Regions from separate parts of the Mus musculus genome. Here all the other regions are linked to region 3. Evidence: chromatin contacts called from public HiChIP or PLAC-seq and promoter capture Hi-C data. All regions are on one chromosome and are shown on one strand. The core of a region is the stretch at or near the end of the contact, and the rest is flanking DNA. Distances in the headings are between cores, read along the strand shown.

What was found. Promoter capture Hi-C pulls out the DNA fragments that hold promoters and counts their contacts. HiChIP or PLAC-seq counts read pairs in DNA pulled down with a chosen protein or histone mark. Capture Hi-C pulls out chosen DNA fragments and counts their contacts.
Region 1: a contact with region 3 is called in a promoter capture Hi-C map of liver. The contact joins the promoter of Gprc5c here to the promoter of Cd300lb in region 3. A contact is called at or near these places in 2 of 39 promoter capture datasets (the C10 cell line and neutrophils), 1 of 15 datasets of contacts at CTCF or cohesin (CD8 T cells), 5 of 484 Hi-C or Micro-C datasets (CD8 T cells, the HL-1 cell line, double positive thymocytes and 2 more), 5 of 115 datasets of contacts at active chromatin or transcription factors (embryonic stem cells, forebrain and pancreatic cancer cells) and 2 of 9 other capture datasets (adipose tissue and liver).
Region 2: an H3K4me3 HiChIP or PLAC-seq map of bone marrow-derived macrophages shows a contact between it and region 3, with 2.4 times the contacts expected there. The contact joins the enhancer-like site here to the promoter of Cd300lb in region 3. A contact is called at or near these places in 10 of 39 promoter capture datasets (the 3T3-L1 cell line, 3T3-L1-derived adipocytes, the C10 cell line and 6 more), 4 of 15 datasets of contacts at CTCF or cohesin (embryonic stem cells, large pre-B cells, pro-B cells and 1 more), 13 of 484 Hi-C or Micro-C datasets (CD4 T cells, CD8 T cells, LSK cells and 7 more), 8 of 115 datasets of contacts at active chromatin or transcription factors (the HPC-7 cell line, the SCID.adh cell line, bone marrow-derived macrophages and 4 more) and 4 of 9 other capture datasets (adipose tissue, embryonic stem cells, liver and 1 more).
Region 4: a contact with region 3 is called in a promoter capture Hi-C map of adipose tissue. The contact joins the promoter of Cd300ld3 here to the promoter of Cd300lb in region 3. A contact is called at or near these places in 3 of 39 promoter capture datasets (the C10 cell line, macrophages and neutrophils), 2 of 484 Hi-C or Micro-C datasets (bone marrow-derived macrophages and nephron progenitors), 6 of 115 datasets of contacts at active chromatin or transcription factors (the HPC-7 cell line, bone marrow-derived dendritic cells, bone marrow-derived macrophages and 1 more) and 4 of 9 other capture datasets (adipose tissue, liver, macrophages and 1 more).
Region 5: a promoter capture Hi-C map of neutrophils shows a contact between it and region 3, with 3 times the contacts expected there. The contact joins the promoter of Cd300c2 here to the promoter of Cd300lb in region 3. A contact is called at or near these places in 8 of 39 promoter capture datasets (the C10 cell line, the HPC-7 cell line, cranial neural crest and 3 more), 48 of 484 Hi-C or Micro-C datasets (the AML12 cell line, the Ba/F3 cell line, the C2C12 cell line and 28 more), 6 of 115 datasets of contacts at active chromatin or transcription factors (the HPC-7 cell line, bone marrow-derived dendritic cells, bone marrow-derived macrophages and 2 more) and 4 of 9 other capture datasets (adipose tissue, bone marrow-derived macrophages, liver and 1 more).

What each region holds. Positions count from the first base shown.
Region 1 is chr11:114,849,234-114,853,273 of GRCm38.p6, reverse strand. Gprc5c (G protein-coupled receptor, family C, group 5, member C) reads right to left here and starts at 1,742. Exons shown (of 5, transcript NM_001110337.1): 1 at 1,388-1,742.
Region 2 is chr11:114,810,776-114,815,284 of GRCm38.p6, reverse strand. No RefSeq gene overlaps it. Among named protein-coding and RNA genes, the nearest start is that of Gpr142, 9.5 kb to the right of the region's middle. Within about 2 kb of position 2,289, at least 23 of the 459 cell types and tissues checked have an H3K27ac peak or open chromatin away from gene starts, as enhancers often do. A contact at or near this core is called in CD8 T cells, the SCID.adh cell line and bone marrow-derived macrophages, where this site is marked.
Region 3 is chr11:114,931,885-114,936,244 of GRCm38.p6, reverse strand. Cd300lb (CD300 molecule like family member B) reads left to right here and starts at 1,874. Exons shown (of 4, transcript NM_199221.3): 1 at 1,874-2,036. The coding sequence starts at 1,997. It also overlaps the pseudogene Gm11699.
Region 4 is chr11:115,045,736-115,049,883 of GRCm38.p6, reverse strand. It overlaps Cd300ld3 (CD300 molecule like family member D3), which reads left to right and starts at 1,554. Exons shown (of 4, transcript NM_199201.2): 1 at 1,554-1,628; 2 at 3,777-4,118. The coding sequence starts at 1,589.
Region 5 is chr11:114,999,804-115,003,791 of GRCm38.p6, reverse strand. Cd300c2 (CD300C molecule 2) reads left to right here and starts at 1,912. Exons shown (of 4, transcript NM_134158.1): 1 at 1,912-2,305; 2 at 2,807-3,163. The coding sequence starts at 2,245.

The DNA of each region.
Region 1 (4,040 bases), core at 493-2,992, 83 kb after region 3:
TCCTCTTATCCACCACTTCCTCCTTTCTGGACAAGTCAGTCCTATTGTCTCAGCCCTCTGGCCCTCTAAGCAGTAGGCTGGTCTACGAACCCGGTAAGAACGGACCTGGAGAGATGCTAAGGCACGGGAGGACCCACAGCCCGTTTACTGTCCTCCCTTTCACTGGACCAAAATACCCCAGCACGCCGAGTCTTAGATCTTCTAAGCAATCAAGGGTCTGCTCTCCGCTTGGAATGTGCCCCACCCCCATCGCCAGCAGCACTCCCTCCCAGCCACAGAACAGACCTTGTTGGGGGGATGGGGTTCTCCAGGAGCACAAAGCCACGCTTCTATATATTCTCGTGTCTGTACTTCAGAATCAAGATCGTGAAATCTTAAGGAATGATTTAGAACTTTGTAAGTGCAAACGTGTGGGCGCGAAGTAGAAACGGAAAGCGCTCTGGAAAAACCAGGGGTGAATAAGGGGTGGGACCCAGAACATAGGCCTCTACACGGAGAAGCGCCGTAGGCCTCTGAAATTCCAAACTTCCCGCGGAGAGATCCTGAGCCTTCACCTCCCTATTCCAACTGGACTGTGTCAACACTCTACGCCCCTGAAAGTTCGAACCGAAAGAGCAAAGGACCAGGCTCTCTGTCCCTAATCCCTCTGGTCACAGAAACCTGCCCTCCCCACGCACTGCCGCGAAATAAGGAAAGGAAGCCAACCTACAGTCACAGTCGACCGTAGCCTCCCACTACGAGAGTGGATAGAGGAACAGCTCTCCGACACTAAGATCCCTTGCGGAACACCCCCGGCCGCAGAACCTGGCTTCCCCGAGCCATTAAATCCCCAGCTGGCTCGGGTTTGGAAACTTTCTGCGAACTTGTAGAGTGGGTGCATCGTCACCCACCCCTTGGGTTTTCACCGGGGGCCTCGGCCCTCTCCCTTTCCCAGCCAGCTGGACCCAGCCCTTCCTGCGGGCCGATGGCTAGGGCGGAGCGCCGAGGCAGCAGCCCTTACCTGGGACGCGCAGCCAGCCCGCTCCGGCGCCGCGCTCAGAGCCAACTTCGGCCCCAGGCAGGGCGCCGGCGGGCGTAGGAGGGACTCAAAGCAGGGCGCGGGGCCAGAGCCCGTTCAGGCGGGGGGTGACCAGGCCTGAGCAAAGGTGCGGGGGCCTGCCTCCCAGGGACCCCCGACTGAGCACTGAGCTAAGCGCGCTCAGTGGCTCGCTCTCCCGCCCGCCTCCCCAGGCACAGTGCTCCCCTCTCTCGGCCAGGGTGGGCCGGGCTGCATCACCGTGACATCACCTCCATTCCCGGCGCTCCTCCGGGGCCAGCAGCGCTCCAGGTACGAGCAATCCTAATCCCCAGTAACAAAGCGCGCCCGGCCCTGCCCCCTCCGACTCACCTCCAGGCTCGGCCGACGCGCACTTTCGGGTTGGGAAAGGCGATCGGAGTTTCTGGCCAAACTGACTAGTGGGTTGTTGCTGTTTACTGCCACGCCCCCGCACGCGGGCGCGCGCGCACTTGCGCGTACTCACTTTCTGGATTCGCCTTTCTCTCCCGAAAGAGGTTCGGGGTGCAGCTCAGTACACCCCTAGGCTGCATCTCCCAGCGATCGCACGCACCCACAGACTCACGGTGGCCACCTTGGCGCGTCTACCCGTGACAGACACCCAACCTTTGTCACTTTCGTCCTGGCTTTCCCATGAGACACATGCCTGGCACAGTTCGCTGCTCCGGGCTGGAGCGAGGAACACACTAGGACACAAAGTCCGTCTTTGTCACGGCTCCGCGCCCCCTCCCCTAGCGAGCTTGCACACGTGGACACAGCGCACACGGAGCGTCCTCCTCTTTCGTGCGTGATCCTTCCCGAAGAGCCCAGTCTCCAAGATCACGAGGGAATGTCACGGCGCACGTCCCTAAATCTGTGGACTGAGTCCAGAACCCCTGCGGGCTGTTGGCCGGAGTCTTTGTCGGCCTGACTACCCCACGCCCGAGTTTCTTACAACGCGGGCTCCCCTCCCCGCGTCCCGGTTCCCTGTGGTGACCTGTCCTAATTAGCCTCTCAGTTTTGTTCCCGAGGTAGTGTTTAACAGGATCCCTGTGGTCTGTGCGCTCCTGGCCACGTTGTTGCTGACTCTAAGTCCAGCCTCTCCCGAAGTCTGAAGACCTTTCCACGAATTCAGATTCCCCTGAACCACACCCCCACTCCCTGCCCGGGCGGATCCACCCTTTCTCCTCCAGCCCCGGGAATCTGCTGAAAAGAAACCGCAGAAATAGGGAAGCGAATCCCAGCTGAGGCCTATCTGGCCCAGTAAACAAGAGATTTTTTTCTTTCCGGCCACTTTCTCTGGGGACCTGGGATCCCGCGGGAGTGAGTTGTGCTGTCTTTGGAGCACTGAGTGGGTCTGGTTGCATTGCGCTGTATCCCCGTAGGGGACAAGTCGCAAGAGCAAGGGAGAGGTTGTTGGGCCTGACAGGGGCCTTGGGGACTCTGGGGGAGGGCAGGGAGTCGGGTCTCAGGGTGCGGGTTCTCGCGACGCCGAGTTGCCTGGGGGATCGCCAGGAGCGCGGTCGGAGCCAGCCGGTGGCTGGGCAGGCTGCAGGGCGTGTTTGCTCAATCCTGGGCTCCCGCGAGGAGGGGGGGGGGGCGGGGGGGCGGGAGGGGGGAGGCAGCTGGTCACAGGCGAGGGGATAGCCAGGTGGAGGAGGTCAGGGAGCTAGTGACCCGTACCTCCCCGACTGGCTGTGTGTTTGAGTACCTCCATCTATGACAACCTGGAGTCTAAACTCAATGAATCACCCGGAGTTGCCGGAGCGATAAAACCTTCGGCCGGTTCCTCCTCACCGCTCTGTTCTTTTCTGACTCTAGGAGGAATGTTTATTTAAGGGGGGTGTGGGGGGGAGAAGCCTGTGGGGCCCAGACTTTCTAGAACCCTGAATCCTTTCCTGTGCCCTGTAGTTTCTGTCAGGTCTGGGGAATGTGGCAAAGCTCGAACTATTTCAGTGGGTGGCTGCTGTGGGGGTACCCGCTCCCATTCCTAAATCCACCTCCCAACCCAAGGTTAGAGATCTAAGGCTCAGGTGTCAAGGCTTGAATGGAGCAGGCAGTTAGTGCCCACGCTAGCTAGAAAGGCAAACAGACTGGTTAGACCTAAGTGAACGGTGAAAGTCTCCCTGGCCTCTGCCTGGTTTTCATTAACTAGGTGACCAATGCCTAACTCTGCTGAGGGCTTTTTGGCATCTGTGAAAAGCCAGCTTGGGGGGGGGGGGGGCTGGGGGGGTGAGTGTCAAGACCCTGCAAAGGATCTCAATTTTCTGTCTTCTCTTTTCCCTACAGTCTCCAAAACTATATGACTGGTTTGCCCTGCTTGGCTCACACCTGTAGCTCTAGCCCTTGGGGAGAAGAGGCAGGCTGGACTACATAAGATTCTGTCTCCAAACAAAACCACACTCTTAGCCCCTGCTTCCCACCGGGCAGGGTTATCTATCCGGCCTGGTCACACACTGAGAGTCACTTAAAAGGGACTGTCCCACTGGGGCTGAGCCCTGCCCTCAGCTAGCCTTGTGAGGCAGCTGGTCTTAGAAAGGAGGCCAGTATCTGAGAACTCTTAGCTCTTCCCTGTTCTCTAAGGCCCCCTTCTTGTAACAAAATCTGCCTTCAAAGGACAAAGCAAGTCCCTGGGGCAGATGGCTCCCACCTCTGCTTCTCCCAGATCCCTGCTCTGCTCTGCTTAGGTCTTTGGAGAAAGAGTTGGGGACCAACAGAGGAACGTTCTATGGACCTTCTCTGACTCCAGCCACAGGAACATCTATGATCCCTAGTGCCTCTCACCCTGATTGAACCCAACATTGCTCTAGCTGCTCTGTATACTTGAGTTCCCGCTGAAAGGCAGGCTGACACCATCTTTGCTCACTTGGCCCATCTTTGAGCTGCCAGAGCCCTCGTTCCTGGAGTCTTAGAAGTGCCACCCACTAGCTGTGTGACAGATCAAGTCATTCCACCCCTCTGAATCCCCTTTCTTTCCTCTTCTGGAAAATGAAAGTAATAACTCCCC
Region 2 (4,509 bases), core at 1,040-3,539, 120 kb after region 3:
CGGGTAAAGAGCAAGTGCTTCCCAATGAGACCCTGAGGGTCTGAGAGCCCAGCCTATGCTTGAAGCCAGCTCAGTACCTGGTAGTGCTAGCCTACCCTGCAGCATCTGGCTAGCCTCAATAGCACTTGGCCTGATCCCACCCTCTAGGAGGCGTGACAAGCCAGGACATCCTGGCTGGCATTCCTGTAATGCTCACCCTCCCTGGCCTGCTAAATATACATCAAGGAGGAATCTGGGAAGGAGCTACCACAGACAGGATTAAGTCTTCTACTGGCCAACGGCCATGGGGGCAGCTGGGCTGACTGGAAGGATCCCAGGGTTATTCGCAGAGAGGTCTCAAAAACAGCTGGGGAGATGGGGGTCCAGGCTCCTCACACCAGGGAAGGGAAATGGGGCCTTGGGGGTTGCAGAGTAGGCCAGGCCTGTAGGATGGAGACAAGATACACCTCATTGCCTCTCCTGCACCCAATGAAGGAAACTGAGTCAAAAAAACAGGTGGGGGCTCTACTAATCAACTATCCTAAACCAGTTATGCTAGACCCTTTGGTTTTATTTGGCTAATACTTCTACATCATAGTCTATCACTGAGGGAAGCTGAGGTGGGAACCTGAAACCTGGAGACAGGAACTAAAGCAGAGATCACCTAGGGCCTCTGCTCACTGACTTTTTCTCCATGGCTTGTTCAGCCTGCTTTCTTAAACAGCCCAGGACCATCTGCCTAGGGATGGACTGTCCAGAGTGGGTAAGCTCTCCCACACCAGCCATTCATCAAGAACATGACCCCACAGACTTGCCTACAGGTCAGTCAGATAGAGGCATTCTCTCAGTTGAGGTTTCCTCTTTCCAGATGACCCTAGCTTATGTCAAACTGACCCCCCCCACCCAAAAAAAAAGTTGATTTTTTTTCTGGCTCATATATATTTATCTATATATTTATTGTTATGTGAGACAGTGTGTCTTGTATCTCAGGCCAACTTTGAACTTGCTATGTAGCTGAGGCTAGCCTGGACTCCTCTTTTTCCTGTACCTTCCAAATGCTGGGATTATAGGCACAGGCTCATGTGCCACCATACCTGTCTCGTCATTTTTTTTCTTTTTTTTTTTTTTCGAGACAAGGTTTCTCTGTATAGCCTTGGCTGTCCTGGAACTCACTTTGTAGACCAGGCTGGCCTTCAACTCAGAAATCCACCTGCCTCTGCCTCCCAAGGGCTGGGATTAAAGGTGTGTGCCACCACTCCTGGCTCTGTCTCGTCATTTTTAATTCAGTGCTGGGCAGGCACTCTACTGACTTGGCTAAATCTTGAGTTTGGTCTGTCTGTCCATCTGTCCATCTGTCTGTCTTATCTATCTATCTATTGTCTGAGCCAAGGCCTTTGTGTATTGTTCAAACTGGCTTCAAACTCATTCCATAGCCCATGCAGTTCTCAAACTCTGTCTCAGACCACCCCCCCACCCCCCCCACCCCCCACCCCCGTCACCATCTCCAGCCTTCTAGGCTCTTTGAATAGAATCTGGGGACTCCGGGGAGAGGTCTCAGTCAGAGGGGATGGATATGCCATCACCAGGTCCCCAGTGGACTACCTTTCCTTCTGCTTCAGTCTGCCTACAAGCTTGCCCACACAAGGAACTACATGAATTCATTCAGTAGCCTATCGTCAGAAGGGGTAAAAGACTCCCTGCTTTGGGTCAAGAAGAAGGGCCCTCTCCAGGCGGTGGTGGCACACGTCTTTAATTCCAGCACTTGGGAGGCAGAGGCAGGCAGATTTCTGAGTTTGAGGCCAGCCTGGTCTACAAAGTGAGTTCCAGGACAGCCAGGGCTACACAGAAAACCTTGTCTCAAAAAAAAAAAAAAAAAAAAAAAAAAAAAAAAGGAGGAGGAGGAGGAGGCAGAGACTCTGGGGCCTCTCAGGGATAATAGTGGTGGGGTTGGGATGCAGAGAGCCTGTTCTTTTCTACCTCTGTTCCTGACACATTGCGTGCCACTCCCTTGGAGAGCAGGATGCCCAAGTGCTGCCCAGGACAGAAACCATTCTCATGGGGTGGGGTAAGTGTCCTCATGGAGATGGGTTGGGGTAGAGCAAGTGAGACCCCAGAGACCCAGACAGGACCAAATGAGCCCAGATGGACTGAACTCCCTGTAGTGGAAAGGGAAACTACCATTGCTGAGGTCAGCAAGAGGACCTGGACCCTGCTGGTCAGATGAAAGGGATCTTCAAACAGCTGTGCTCAGGAAACCACTGTGTGTGTGTGTGTGTGTGTGTGCACGAGCACGTACGTGAGTGTGAAAAGGGTGGTGGAGGGGTGTGACTTCAGGATGGATGCAGAGACAGGGGGACAGCTGACTTTTCCCACCCTCTAACTCCCCTCTGGCTGTGGGCCCTGAGCCAGTCACTTGGATTTCCTTATAAAAGCCAGTTGAAAGCCTCTGACTCTTGTGCCTGCTGGGTCAGCCAGACAGTCCTGCAGCGCCCCCTGCTGGATAATCCAACAGGGGTGTCGGGTACTGAGACTGTAAAGAATACATGCTCTGGCCTAATAGGTGATTAGAATCCGGAGATACCCCCATACCAAAGACTATCCTATGGTCGATTCAGCACAGCAGCTGGGACAGCTAAGGGTCTCAGTTCAGAAGTTAGGACTGGGAATATAATCCAGCAGTGGAGTGATTGCCTAGCATGCACGAGGCTCCAAATCTCAGCTTCAGTGGGAGTTGTGTGTGTGTGCATGCTCATGGGTAAACGTGTTCACCAACACTAATTTGGAGTATGCTGGGTGGTTCAAAAAGGTCAGTCAACTAGCTACACAGTGAGTTTGGGGCCAGCCTGGGCTACATGAGACCCTTTCTCAAGAGCAAAACAAAAAGGTGAGTCTGTCAGCACCCTGACCCTGCACTTCAGAGCTGAGGGACAATTCACTTCTGTTGTTCGAGCCGCAGCCTGTCCAATGTTGTGATGTTAAGTCTTAGAAAATGAACGAGATGGGTCCAGAAAACCGTTCTTCAGCCAACTTCCAATCAAACCAGTAAAACCATATAAAGACTTGAGAAGAGCCAGCCAGCGGTGGCTCACACTTTTAGTCCCAGCACTGGGGAGGCAGAGATAGGCAGATCCCTGAGTTCCAGGCTAGCCTGGTCTACAAAGTAAATTACAGGACTGCCAGGGCTACACAGAGAAACTCTGTCTCAAAGCATCCTACCCCCTCAAGAAAAGAATTGGGAAGAAATGGGAGACCCTTAACAAGTAACCATCCCCCAAAGCTAATGTATCTAAATGATAGTATGGCGGACTGCCACGTGGTCCCTAGGAAGCCAGGACCATAAGAAAAGACTTGATGATTCCAAAGTGGGTTTTTCATAAGTCAGGATATTTCAGGAGGGTTAGGAGTGGGAGAGAAGGGGAAGGACAAAATGACGGGGAGGGGACCCCCCACCCCCAGTCCCTGCCACCAAGAAAACCACTTGAGACTTTATCAATAAGAAAAGATAGCTGGAGCTGGGCATGGTGGCACATGCCTTTAATCCCAGCACTTGGGAGGCAGAGGCCGGTGGATTTCTGGATTTCTGAATTCGAGGCCAGCCTGGTCTACAGAGTGAGTTCCAGGACAGAGTCAAGGCTATACAGAGAAACCCTGTCTCAAAAAACAAAACACAAAACCAAAAGAAATAAAAGATAGCTGGGTGGTTGGTGGCACATCCCCTTAGTCCCAACACTCAGGAGGCAGAGGCAGGTGGATCTCCGAGTTTGAGGCCAGCCTGGTCTACAGAGTGAATTCCTGGATAGCCCGGGTCACACAGAGAAAGCCTGGTTTGAAAAACCAAGAGGGAAAAAGGCTTAAAAGAAGGTGTGGAGGTTCACACGGTGATCTCAGCAGCTCTGATAGGAAAATCTCTCTATTCTCCTGCCAGGTCTAGGTCATCCTGAGCTATGTGGTGGATTCTGGGTTCTTTACCCCTCCCCCCAGTCCTTAGTCAAAATCGCACAAAGAGACAAGAACAGATCTTTTGGGGTGGGGTGGAATTGAATTTTTTTTCTATATAACTCAGGCTGGTCTCAAACTCATGATCCTCCTGCCTCAGCCTCTCACAAACTAGGATTACAGGTGTGTGTCAACTCGCCCAGCTAAGAGCAGATACATGACAGCCCTTGTCATTTACATGTCAGTGATGCACCTCACAAAATGATCTCATTTTTAGATTTCCTTTTTTTTTTTTTTTTGAGACAGGGTCTCACGTAGCTCGGGATGGCCTCACGATGACCCTGAACCCCCCACGCGCTTGCCTCCACCTCTGTAGTATTGAAATTACAGATGCATCACGCCCACCTACAAAAATGTTAGAAGTTGTGACCCAATGCATTTTCTCCTGATTTTGAAAACTCTTTTTAAAAACTTGTTTTGTATCTGTGTGTGTCGTGCAGTCATGTGTGTGCAGTCCTGAATACATGTGTGTATCCATGTGTGCGCGTATGTGCACTGTGTGTTTTCCCACAGCCAGTCTCCACCTTATATAGA
Region 3 (4,360 bases), core at 625-3,124:
GGAGCTCAACTTCTCTGCACCAGATGATGTTATTCTCCACCGGTGAAATGAGCCAAATCAAAGAATAAAGGCAGGTTTGTTGGGTGCAGCTCTCAGGCAGGTTCACTGGTCCCAAGAAAGTCACCATGAGAAGGGAGACAGAGGGACGGGGAGGGGCCATAGAAAGAGAGAAAGAGCATGTGCAGGTAGGGAGAGGAAATGCAGAGAGAGGGAGAGGAGGGAGACCAAAATGTCTGGATTGTATAGGGAAGAGCTCCTGGGGAGGGGAAGCCCAGCCCCTGGGATGAAAAGCTCACAGAGAAGGTGGGGTATGCTGGCCATGCCCTATAACAGGCAGAGACTGAGGGGTGCTAGGAGAACTTGGGGGCCAGGTCCACTCTGGTATATTAACTATGCACCTCAGCTGCTTGTCCCAGGTCTGAAACCCAACAGAATCCATGGGTCTGCCACTGCTGAGGGCCAGGTCTAGATCCATGATCCTGCTGTAGCTGGGGGTTGTGTTGATGTCTGTGGCCCATGGTCTGTGCTGTTACCTGAGGCCATGTTGATGTTGGAGGGCCATGCTGACACCTGCAGCCACGTTGATGCCCTTGGCCTGTGCTGCTGGCAGGGCTATGATGGTGTCCATACCCTATGCTGTGGCAGAGGGTCATGTTGATGTCTGGGGTCTGTACTGCCACTGGAGACTGTGTGGATGTCTGTGGTCCATGCCATTGCCAGAAGCCATGTGGAAGTCCATGATCCCTGCTTCCATTGACTGTGAAGGGCAAGAAAGCTACTCTTTCAGTGGTATCAATGGCTGAAGACTCATTGAGAAAGTGTGACATAGAAAGAGTCTGTGACAAATCCTACCTCTACCACACCCCTCAAAAAAGTAACAGTTTAGACAGAATGGCATTGAAAAGAAGTCTTAAAAACTGTGATGAGGATGTGGAACTGTAGTTCTCACAATTGATGGCCTCAGCTGGGGTACAAACAGAGAAGGACTCAATTTTCTTTAAGGGGCTGGCCACTGGGAGTGTGACCATGTTCCAATGAGTGTAAGTTGTTTTCTTACTTTCTTTCTCTCTGTCTGTCTCCTCCTCCTCCTCCTCCTCCTCCTCCTCCTCCTTTCTCTTCTGCCTCCTCTTCTTATTCTTTCTTCTCCTCCTCCTCTTTATCCCCCTCCTCTTCCTTCATTTTGCAGGAAAGGTCACAAGAGTGAGGGGCAGACCTGAGAAGACTGGGAATTAAGCTTGATCAGGGTTTATGATGTGAAATTCCCAAATCATCAATAAAAATATTTTGGAAAAACGAACAAAACTGCCATATCAAGACAATTTATAGACGAGATGATTGATTTGGGCTTCTGTTTCTGAGGGATTAGAGTCGATCATGGTAGGGAATCCTGACAGCAGGCAGCAGACACAAAACAGGTGAGAGCGCAAGTAGGGTGCAGAGAGAGGCTACTGGGAATGCCAGGAGGCTTTGAAACCTCAAAGTGACATACTTCCTCCAGCAGGGCCATATCTCCTAAAGCTACCCAAGGAACATCATCTACTGGGGATTAAATATCCAATGCCAGGTGTGCTGAGCACAGCCCACTAACACGAGCTGAGACTCTCAGCTGCTGGGCCCATCATTATAGCATAGAACCTTTCTGGATCCAATATCCAGAGTGCTCTACCCCTTAACCCAAGACCAGATTGTCCAGACTTCCCCACCACTGGTCTACAGGCTTCCCTCCTTTGCCTCTGCTTGCCCTGCACAGTTCCCTGGCCTCCTCGTTTCTACTGAGTGACCCAGCTCTGGCATTAACTGATGTCTCTTGTGCTGAGTAACTGACGGCAGGAAACACCCACGCTATAAAAGGAAGCTTATGAGTAAGACACTCAGAGGCAACCTGGACAAACAGAACGAGTCAGCTGAGATCTCCAGGGCTTTGGGTATCCCGCTGAGATTTGGATTTGCTGCTGGCTGTTCATCAAGGAGTGCAGCAAAGTGGGAAGGCAGGACCATGTGGCTGTCCCCAGCTTTGCTTCTTCTCAGTTTTCCAGGTATGTTCAGCTACGGCCTGGGGGGCTTGGGACTGCAGGTGTAGAGTGGCAATAGAGGGCTCTGTCCCAGGTTTAAGGAGAGCTGCCACCTTCAGGGAAATGTGGGGTAGCTCTGTAGCTTCATTCAGCAAAAGGACGCTGGGCTCTACACTGTGCCAGGCATGGGTCAGGACCTGGGGACGTGAAGGGAAAGGAGAAATGGAGGTGACCATTAAAGGAGATTCCAGATGCTCTTGTAGGTGAGACATGCAGGAAGAAGCACAAGAAAAAAGAGCTCAGGGGAAAGAGCTGGTACCACGGAGGGAGCTACAGAAAGCTCTCCTGAGCCAGCTCCTTCCATACCTCAGAAGGAAGCAGATCTTTACAGCCCTTGCAGCAAGCAGAACATGCACTCCGGGGAGAGGGCATGGCTTGGGGGAAGGACTTACAGGCTTAGAGCAGCTGCCACACCCATGCAAAGGGAGCACTCAGTGGACAGGTCACTGAGGGGACACTGGCTAAATGTGAGTTTGCAACTGCATAAAGGTAAAACGAGGGACAATAGCGGGTGCCTGTACCACTGGGCTTGTGTCTGAGATCCAGGCCCCCCAACTAGCTGCCTGCACTCTAAACCTCAACACCGGGCTTTCCTAGACGCCAAGCAGGCCAAGAGTGAGCTCTGCCATGGCTTGCACACAAGTAGAGCAATGCTCACTAGTATACTCAAAGGCTGCACATCTACACACAGTCCGTACATCTACACACTCTGTCCGTACCTCCAGGATCACCCGCTCACATTCACACTCTTTGATTGGTTGGTTGGTTGGTTGGTTAGTTTTGGGGAGTTTTGTTTGCTTGTTTGTTGTTTTGTGGGATTTGGTGGGGATGGGTTTTTTGGTTTGGGGGGTGTTTTTTGTTTTTGTTTTTTAGTTTTTTAGCAATGGAAACAAAAACACACCTAAAAGTGAAGCTTTTGGAAAAAAAAATTGTTCTTCCCTGTCTTTTATTGGTCCTCAAATTTGACCTTGGCCTCCCCAGGCCTTGTGTTTCAGAGCTGAGCCTCTGAAGGCACCCTTGTTGACAACAGTTTCATTCAAGAGGATATCCACAGAGTCCCTCGTGGGTATGGGCTGTAGCTGTAAATTTTCACAAAGGACTTGATCTTGGATCTCTTGGCGATCTTCTTCTTGCCCATGGCAGCTGTCACTTTTAGTGATCAATTCTAGTCACCAGGGCATGTCTATAAGGACCGTCTGGTGTGCGTCCATCATCAATGTTCCTCATGATGACAGCTTTGCGTCCTGAGTAACATCTAGCCAGGACTGGCACCACTTTCCCTGGTTTTGTGAACTTGCCCATTTCGACAGCAAGCAGCCAGCGCCCAGCAAAAAGGAGTATTCACACTCTTAAGAAGCCATAAGCTGAGACCATTCACAAAAAGGATTTTATTCTTTTGGTTTATTATATATGTATGGGTGTTCTACCTGTGTGTATGTAAGTGTACATACCATGTGTGTGCTTGGTACCTACAGAATCTAGAAAGAGGTTATTGGATCCCCTGAAACTGGAGTTATGGATGGTTGCAAATTACCATGTTAGAGCTGGGAATTGAACCTGGATGCTCTACTAGAACAGCCAGTACATTTTGTTTTGTTTTGTTTTGTTTGTTTTTTGGGGGTTGTTGTTGTTGTTTTGTTTTGCTTTTGGTTTTTTTCTGAGACAGGGTTTCTCTGTGTAGCCCTGGCTGTCCTGGAACTCACTCTGTAGACCAGGCTGGCCTCAAACTCAGAAATCCGCCTGCCTCTGCCTCCCAAGTGCTGGGATTAAAGGCGTGGGCCACCACCGCCCAGCGAGCAGCCAGTACTCTTAACCTATCTCTCTAGCCACCCACCCTCCTTTTTTGAGATAAGGTCTTACTGTATAGCCCTGACTAGCCTGGAGCTCACTATGTAGACCAGCCTGGCTTCAAACTCCTAAAGATCCTCCTGCTTCTGCCTTCCTAATTCTGGAATTAGAGGCATATGCCACTATACTCACTTCATTAGGTAAATTTTAAAAATAATCTAATAAAGTGCTTTGGACATCTTTCCTGTCATTGTTTAGACATTGCTCTTTACTTTTTATGCTATTGCTCTATTAGAACTTCCCAGTCTAATTCCCTATTAATGGTCTTTGAGTTTTCCAGGTGTTTACTGTTACATCCATACTAAGGCTAATTCCCCATGTTCCACTGTCTGTATTAATCCTAAGACTGGAATAAGTGTGTGTGTGCACGAGCACAAAACATAGATTCTTTACAGAATAACCAACAACTTTAGTGGTGCCCACCATGAACTAGAAACTGA
Region 4 (4,148 bases), core at 305-2,804, 110 kb before region 3:
GAGCCCTACAGTGAAACTTACACAGACAATTGCCCTTAAAAATACTATGAGCAAAACAGAATGCGCCTGACAGTTCATGAAGAATCTCGGGCAACAGTCTGCAACCCTGACTAGAGAATGGAAACTGCAGAGCTGTGGGAGTGTGCCTAGAGCCATATGGTGCTCCCAGCAGGCCTGGGGACTGACCTTCTAAGGTGCACAGATGGACCTGCAGGGATGAGGTGGGGACCAGTCAGCAGGGCAGATTCAGCTCTTTCCCTGGGTGGTGTCACATCTTCTAGTCTTGTTCTTATAATAATCAATGAGATAGGCTAAGACCCTTCTCTATGGCCCTTTATGTTCTGGCTGTAAAGTCTTTAAAATGTCCTTCCCCAAAGTCCGGGTGTTCTGGGATGGCTTCAGCCAGTAGATGGCAGTGTGGTTCTTGATTTTTTTTTTTTTTTTTTTCTTCAATAAGCATCTTACAGACCTCATCCTAGAGCTTATATATGTGGTTGGTTGTACCTCCTAATTCAAACTTCTCTGTGCACACCCTCAAAGTCATATCTACAGGTGAGTCTCCTGGGTGACTTCAGGTCCAGTCAAGTTGACAATGAAGATTAGAGATCATAAGCATTCCGTGTGTGTGTGCACGTGTGCACTTATGTATGCATGTGTGTGTATGTGTGTGTGTGCATTTATAAATTTCTTCCCATGAAATTTTGATACCAAAGATACAGCATACCTATATTTTTCTACACTTGCAAGCTTATGTTCTACAGCAAAACTCTGTCTTATAGAAACAGAAGCAGGGTTTGTGGATTCAGGTCAGTGGGTACAGTGCTTGCCCAGCACTCTTGAAACCACAATTTGAGTCTTCAGCCCCTCATAAAACCGAGCATGCTGGGGAATGCCTGTAGCCCCAGGACTTTGATGTTGGAAAAAGGAAAATGAGAAGTTCAAGGCCAGCTTGGGCTCCATGAGACGTCTCCTCAAGCCCACACTCTCTCTCTCTTTCTCTCAGCCAATGCCTGAGGCCCTAGTAGCCATTGTGGTAGATGCCCCTGGCCTGCTCTGAGGCCCATATCTAGATAAATCCCTGCTGCCCCAGGCTGAGCCTTCAGCAATGCCCTCTGCCAACCAGGGCTTAGCCTAGGCTACTGCCATGGGCTTAGCCTGTGCTGCCTTGTGCTCCCTTGTTACTGCAGCCAACCTGCCTTTGGTTGCTCTCCTCTGCTAGGATCCCCTGCAGCTCAGTTACCTCCCAGGTAAGGGGTTTGCTGTATCCCATCCTTTGTGTCTGTCTCTGCCGATCTGTGTGTCTGCATCTCTCCTCGTGATTCCCATCTGTCTTTCAAGTTTATGTCTCACTTTGCATTTTTCAGTAGAGGAAGTTCCCTGTTTACCCAGCTGTCCCTCACATGTCCTGACTTGGTCATCTCAAAGATTGGCATCATCTTTCTTCCTGTATGCAAAATTGAGAAGTTTTGTCAAGGAAGTTACTGAGAGAAGTGAATGAGAGAGACCTAAAAGAAACTCAAGCTGAGTTGCAAGTCCTCACAGGGTGCTGTCCTCTGTTGCCACCAAGGACAGGAGAGGAGACAAGACCATGTGGCAGTTCCCAGCTCTGCTCTTCCTTTTCCTCCCAGGTAAGTAGCAGGGGCTTTAGACACTTCCATGTCAGTGGTGAGGGCAACAGAGACCGTCTGCTCTGGCTTAGGGAAACCTGGCTGATCCATTCACCAGCTGCTTACCCCCAAAATAAAAGGCAAGGTTTTTTGACATCTGATGGATTCTGTGGGTATTGCAGAAAAACCAAAACCAAAATCAATTTAAAAATAAAACAAATAAAAGCCAAAAACAAACCTTCCAATGTGTTTCTCAACCCTAGCTGCTCCATGAAAGCTGATGAGTGAGTGGATGAACTAATTCTTACAAAATGTATTTTGGGTTTCATGTTTGGCACATGCAGCCTAGGATGCCCCTGAACTTGTGATCCTCCGGACTCCACCCTCTGAGTGCTGGGATTTCTAGCATGCAGCTCCATCTCCCATTCCATTGTGAGCTTTAGTTGACACAGTAATGAATACTTACAGGGGCTGGACGTGGTGGTGATTGCCTTTAATGCCTTTAATCTCCATGGGGTGTTTTGAAATAGTCAGTTGTCAGACATGTTTTTCATCCTTCTCATACAACACTAAAAGTTGTCATTCCCATCAAATGACAGACACCCCTGTGTCCCAACAGCTCTCCTCTATGCTACAAGCACTCTCCTGTCTTCCCTAATACCCTTCCCAGCCTGATAACCTCTCTTGTTTTCTACTCCTTTGAGGTTTACTTTTGTTCTTTTGAGAAGAAAAAGTGCCTCTGTGGTGTATGTATGTCTAAAGGGTTGTGTGTATGTCTCTCCGTGTGTGTGCACACACGTGCACGTGCTCTCAGGTGCACACATACATGTGGAGATTGACATTGGGTCGTTTTCTCTATCACTCTCCACCTTGTTTGTTCAGACATGGTCTCCCGCTGCTCCTGAGCTCACAGATTCAGCCCATCTGGCCTGTGACCTCCAGGATCCCCCTGTCATTGGGGTTACAGGCACCCCCACCTCACCTGGCTTTTCTTCCACCTGTTCTGGGGATCCAAACTCAGATTACACAGAAACGCTTTCCAGACAGGTCTGTCTCCCTGGCTCCCTAGCCACAGAGAGTAACTTTTTAGCTTTCACACATCAATAGGAATGTGTGGCAGCATCTTCCTGTATCTGATTTATTTCAGTTCCTCAAGTCTCTCCCGTGGGCTGCAAATGGCAGAACTCAATCCCTTCACGATGATTCTCCATTACATTCATGCACCACGATCTGCTATCTGTTCACTTGTATCTACGTGACTCTGTGCCATGGCTACTGTGAACACTGCCATAGTAAACACAAGGGGAGATGTCTCTTCCACATACTCGCTTCATGTCTCTAGGCTGCGTGTTTGCTTTCTGTTACTGTGATAAAGACATCGACCAACAAAAAAAAACCTTGGAGAGTAAAAGGCTTATTTGGCTTAAAGATCCAGATCACACTCCATCATGGAGGGAAGCCAGAGAGGGAGCCCAAGCAGGGCAGAAACCTGGAGTTAGGAACTGAAGCTGAGAGCATGGGAGAGTGTTGCTTGCTGGCTTACTGCTCATGGCTTATTCAGCATGTTCTCTTATATTGTGTTACCACCCACAGAGGACTGGACCTTCCTATGTCAAGAAAATGTCCCCCAGACTTGCCTAGACCTGATGCAGACGGTTTCTCAGTTGATGTTCTTTCTTTTTGTATGTTTCTGTATGGAGTTGGTGTCAGGTTTATAAAAACCCAACCAGTCCAGACTATGTCCCCTGTGGGACTGCTGAGTTATGTGACAGTCTTATGCTAGTTTTCTGAGAAACTCCACACCATTTCCCATAAAGTCTAATATCCAATCCAACACACAGTGTGTGCGACATCCTCTGTCCCACATACACCAACAATTGTTCTATTTTGTCTTTTTTGGTAATAACCATTCAAACTGAGGTATGATGCTATTAGTGATTCTGATTTGTATCAATCTCCCTACCAATTAGTGAAATTGAAAATTCATCTGTATATTTCTTTCTTATTTTTTTCTTTTGAGGCTTCAACATATAGGATAACGATGCTGATCTGCCTTGGGAAAAGGGAAGCCCTTCACTGGTTTTTATTCAGCTCATGAACTCTACTTGGCACAGTAGAGTTTCCCCCTTGGAGGAGGAGATCAGTGGTCCGTGTGTTTGTGTTTTCCAGGCTGCTGCACGGCTCAGGATCCAGTCACAGGTCCAGAGGAGGTGAGCGGTCAGGAGCAGGGCTCCTTGACAGTGCAGTGCAGATATGACTCAGGCTGGAAGGATTACAAGAAGTACTGGTGCCGAGGAGCTTATTGGAAATCATGTGAGATTCTCGTTGAAACCGATGCATCAGAGCAGTTGGTGAAGGAAAACCGTGTGTCCATCAGGGACGACCAGACAGACTTCATCTTCACAGTGACCATGGAAGACCTGAGGATGAGCGATGCTGACATTTACTGGTGTGGAATTACGAAAGCTGGAACTGATCCCATGTTTAAAGTTAACGTGAACATTGACCCAGGTAAGAAAAATTCCGAAAAATCCTGGTGAA
Region 5 (3,988 bases), core at 663-3,162, 68 kb before region 3:
AGTGGACACACACACACTGCTTCCAGCTTTGTTCTGCTGCTCACTCTGAGAGGAGGGGAAACATTGAAACAAACTCCTTCCCAGAGCATCAGGATAGACACCTGCTTTGTCCATTTCCAAGTCCTGATTTCCAGTGTGTCCTTCCAGGCAGCTGTAACCTCAGTCAGTCTCCAGGGCACCATGTTGAATTTGCCAGAACCAAAGCCTCTGAGAGTCTCACCAAGCATTAGATGGCTGTAGGCATAGACGTGCTGGTTCTGAATATCCCACCCACTTACTGTATTAGGACACATTGAGAGCTCATTGGATACTGTGGTGGTTTGATAAGAATGACCTCCCACCCCTACACCCCCCAACCCTGCTCATTTATTCGAATGCTTCGTCACCAGGGAGTGGACAGGGTTTGAAGGAGGAGGAGGTGTGGCTTTTGGGGAAGAAGTGCATTACTCTGGGTGGGCTTAGAGGTTTAAAAAGCTCACACGCATCTCTCATCTGTCATCTTTCTTCTCTCCCTTCTTTCTCACCTCTCTCTGCCTTTCTCTCTCTACCTGAAAATCAGCATGTCACTCTCTGCTATGTCTCCAGCTCCAGACCTGCCATGTTTGCCACCATGCTGACCATGATAACAATGGACTCAGCCTCTGAGACTGCTACACCAGCCCTGGCTAAATGCTTTCTCTTATACTAGCTGCTGTGGTCATGGTGTCTCCTCGCAGCAAGAGAACAGTGAGTAGACACAGATAGCAAGCATGACCATGTCTTAGAGTCCCATAATGAATGCACAAAGCACTTTCTGAGCTCTTGTTGATCTGATATTCTGTAGAGCATAAAGAAACAGTGGACATGGAAAAATGCAGGCAGATACCCTGATGGTCAGTCAGTGAGAGCCAAGAAAATGATACAGTGAGAGAACATCTGTATTCTGTGTTAGTAGGGAGAACATCTGCATTCTGTGTCAATGGGGATTGGAGTGAGTGACATAAGACTGGATACCCAGAGGAGAGTCTAAACCCAGGGAATCTTAAGGGCAAAAGGTCTCCCCCAAATGTCACCACAGCCTGCAGATATTGCTGTAGATCAGAGGGGTGTAGGTACCTCTATGGTCAGGCAGGTCACCAGGCTCTTGGATTCCGTCTTTTCCATCTTCTCCAACATGAAAGGGAAGGGGATGGCCAGCACTGGGAAACTGAGTCATCAGAAAGGAGTGATCTGAGGTCATTCTTTCATTCTACCACACAACACCTACTCGAAATCATGCCCATGTCTAGGTATGGGGCCCAGAGACTCAAGAAGACAGAGCTGCCATGCATGATGGCTCCCATCTAGGCCTGGCACTCAAGGGATGGGAGATTTCTCTGAGTTCAAGGTTAGCTTCAGCTAAATACTGCATTCAAGCCCAGGTTGGGCTGCAGTGTGAGATACTGTCTCAAATAATCAGGGCTGTGGATGCATCTTAGTCAGCAGAGAGCTTGTCTGGCATGCGTAGAGCCCTGGGTTCAGCATGGATGGGCTGTGGTGACAAACACCTTACACTGCTGGACTCAGGAGATGGAGGTAGGAGAATCAGTTCAAGGTCCTCCTTGGCTACATAGAGGCCATCCTGGGCTAGATATGCTGCCACAGACAAACAGCACCCCAAACAGAATAAGACGGAAGAAAAGAAAGCTGTGACCTACAGCTCTGTACTCTTTTGGAGGATACAGCACTCAGATAAACTCTCATTAAGGGATAGGGTCACAGCATGACCTTGATCAGTAGTGTAAACCTGGAAACAGTTCTAGGGACGCCATGGACAAATAGTGCCCTATAATCTGCATTTTGAAGGAGATGGTTCCTCTGTGGTCACAGAGCTAGAGCAACAGAAGGGAAGCTTTTCAATCCACTCAGGAAGTGTGTGTCGCAGAGGGTGGACAACCTGACCGGAAATGGAAATGCCCCTCCAGGGCTCTGGCAGGAGCAGGGAAGCCCTCGGGTAAGGGCTAGGTGACAGATGGCACCCTCAATCCACAGCAGTGGTTGTCCCCACTTATTCTGTGTGGTAGGAACCAAAGCCTCTAAGGCCTGGAGTATTAACAGAGCCCTTCCTGCTACTGTTCATCTGGAGCCTCACGTAAGAGCACGAGACCAGGAAGCAGAGGACAGAAAGGAGAACTAGGCAAGAGAACATTCTACTGTCTAGACTGAGACAGATCCTTCTCCACTCTTGGCCCTGATGTGGGCACAGGTGACAGCGGAGCTGAAGAAATGATTCCCAGAGTAATAAGATTGTGGCTGCCTTCAGCTCTGTTCCTCTCTCAGGTCCCAGGTGAGCATGAGCAGATGTGTAGGGTGTAAGCTTTGAAAGGAGAACTCCTGCTGTAAGTCTGACAGGAGGGGAGAGGGATGGGGAGGGGGAGAGGGAGAAGGGGGGGAAGGGGAGGGGGAGAGAGTGAGGGAGAGGCCAGCACAGGCAGAAGGGTCTAGAGAGAATCAGGAGGGTAGGGCTGGGGTTGGGTGGGGCCCAGGACCATCAGCATCTGCTCCCCAGGTACTGCCAGGTTTCTGTGCACAATACAGTCATGTCTACCACACCTGAGGCAGATTCAGGACAACTGGGAGGGTCACCTGTGACAGTCAGTGCCATAATCACATAATCTCTATTTATTTTATAATCTCTCTATGACCTCAGTCCTGACTCCTGCTCTGACAAAGCCTGTCTCCTTTCTCACTCTTTCCTAGAGACCAGAGGGTTTTTAAGAACTGACCAAAGGGAGGACTTACTCCCATCCAGCTGTCAGGGTGCAGAATTGAAGTTACTCTTTTCCAGGCTGTGTCCCACTGCATGGCCCCAGCACTATCACAGGCGCTGTTGGGGAATCGCTCAGTGTGTCATGTCAATACGAGGAGAAATTCAAGACTAAGGACAAATTCTGGTGCAGAGGGTCACTGAAGGTACTCTGTAAAGATATTGTCAAGACCAGCAGCTCAGAAGAAGTTAGGAATGGCCGAGTGACCATCAGGGACCATCCAGACAACCTCACCTTCACAGTGACCTATGAGAGCCTCACCCTGGAGGATGCAGACACCTACATGTGTGCGGTGGATATATCACTTTTTGATGGCTCCTTGGGGTTCGATAAGTACTTCAAGATTGAGTTGTCTGTGGTTCCAAGTGAGGACCCAGGTAAGTCCCCATAATGAGCATTGTAGCATCAAGACAGCTGAAAGTGGCAGGAATTTCTGGAGGAGGAATTCAGCTCAGAGCCTGGGAGTACATTATGTGTGATGAGGGGCAGATAGGGACAGAGCAACAGCCAGGGAGGCATCCTGGAGTAACTGCTTCTTGTAAGGGGGAAGGTGCTGGTCTGTCAGGGGACATGGGGAAGAGAGAGCAGAGTGTGGCCAGGGGACAGAGATCTGTATCCTGTGGGAGTGAACCATGGAAACCAGAGTTCATGGGTGTTCTGGGTGCTGAGCAGAGGTCAATAGGGGACAGATGGTGACAGTGCTTTGTTCAAAGAGAGCTTTCACTGGTGACATGCCAGCTTTGCAGTTAGCTGTCTCTGGCAGCCTATGACTGAGGCTGAAGGGGAGCAGACCTGGTGTGTGGTTTTGCCTCAGGAGGGTTGGGGTGGCAGCTCTGTCGTGTGTGCAAATGATCAGCTGATTTAGGAGGATCCCCCGACCTGATCCTTCCTTTGGTGCAAAATCAGCTCAAAACCAACCCATTGGCTGCTGATCAGGGTGGTGTATGCCTGAGATCTTAGCACTCAGGAGGTGGAGGCAGGAAGATCACAAGTTCAGGACAACCAGGGCTATAAACTCCCTATCAAGACCCTGTCTCAAAAAGTAAAAGAAAGAAAAGGAAGGAATGAAGGGAAGGAGGAAGGAAGGGGGAGGGGAGGGAGAAAGGGAGAGAAAAAAGAGGGAGGGAGGGAAGGAGGGAAGGAGGGAAGGGGGGAAGGAGGGAGGAAGACAAGAAGAAAAGGAAAAGGAGGAAAAAGGGGAA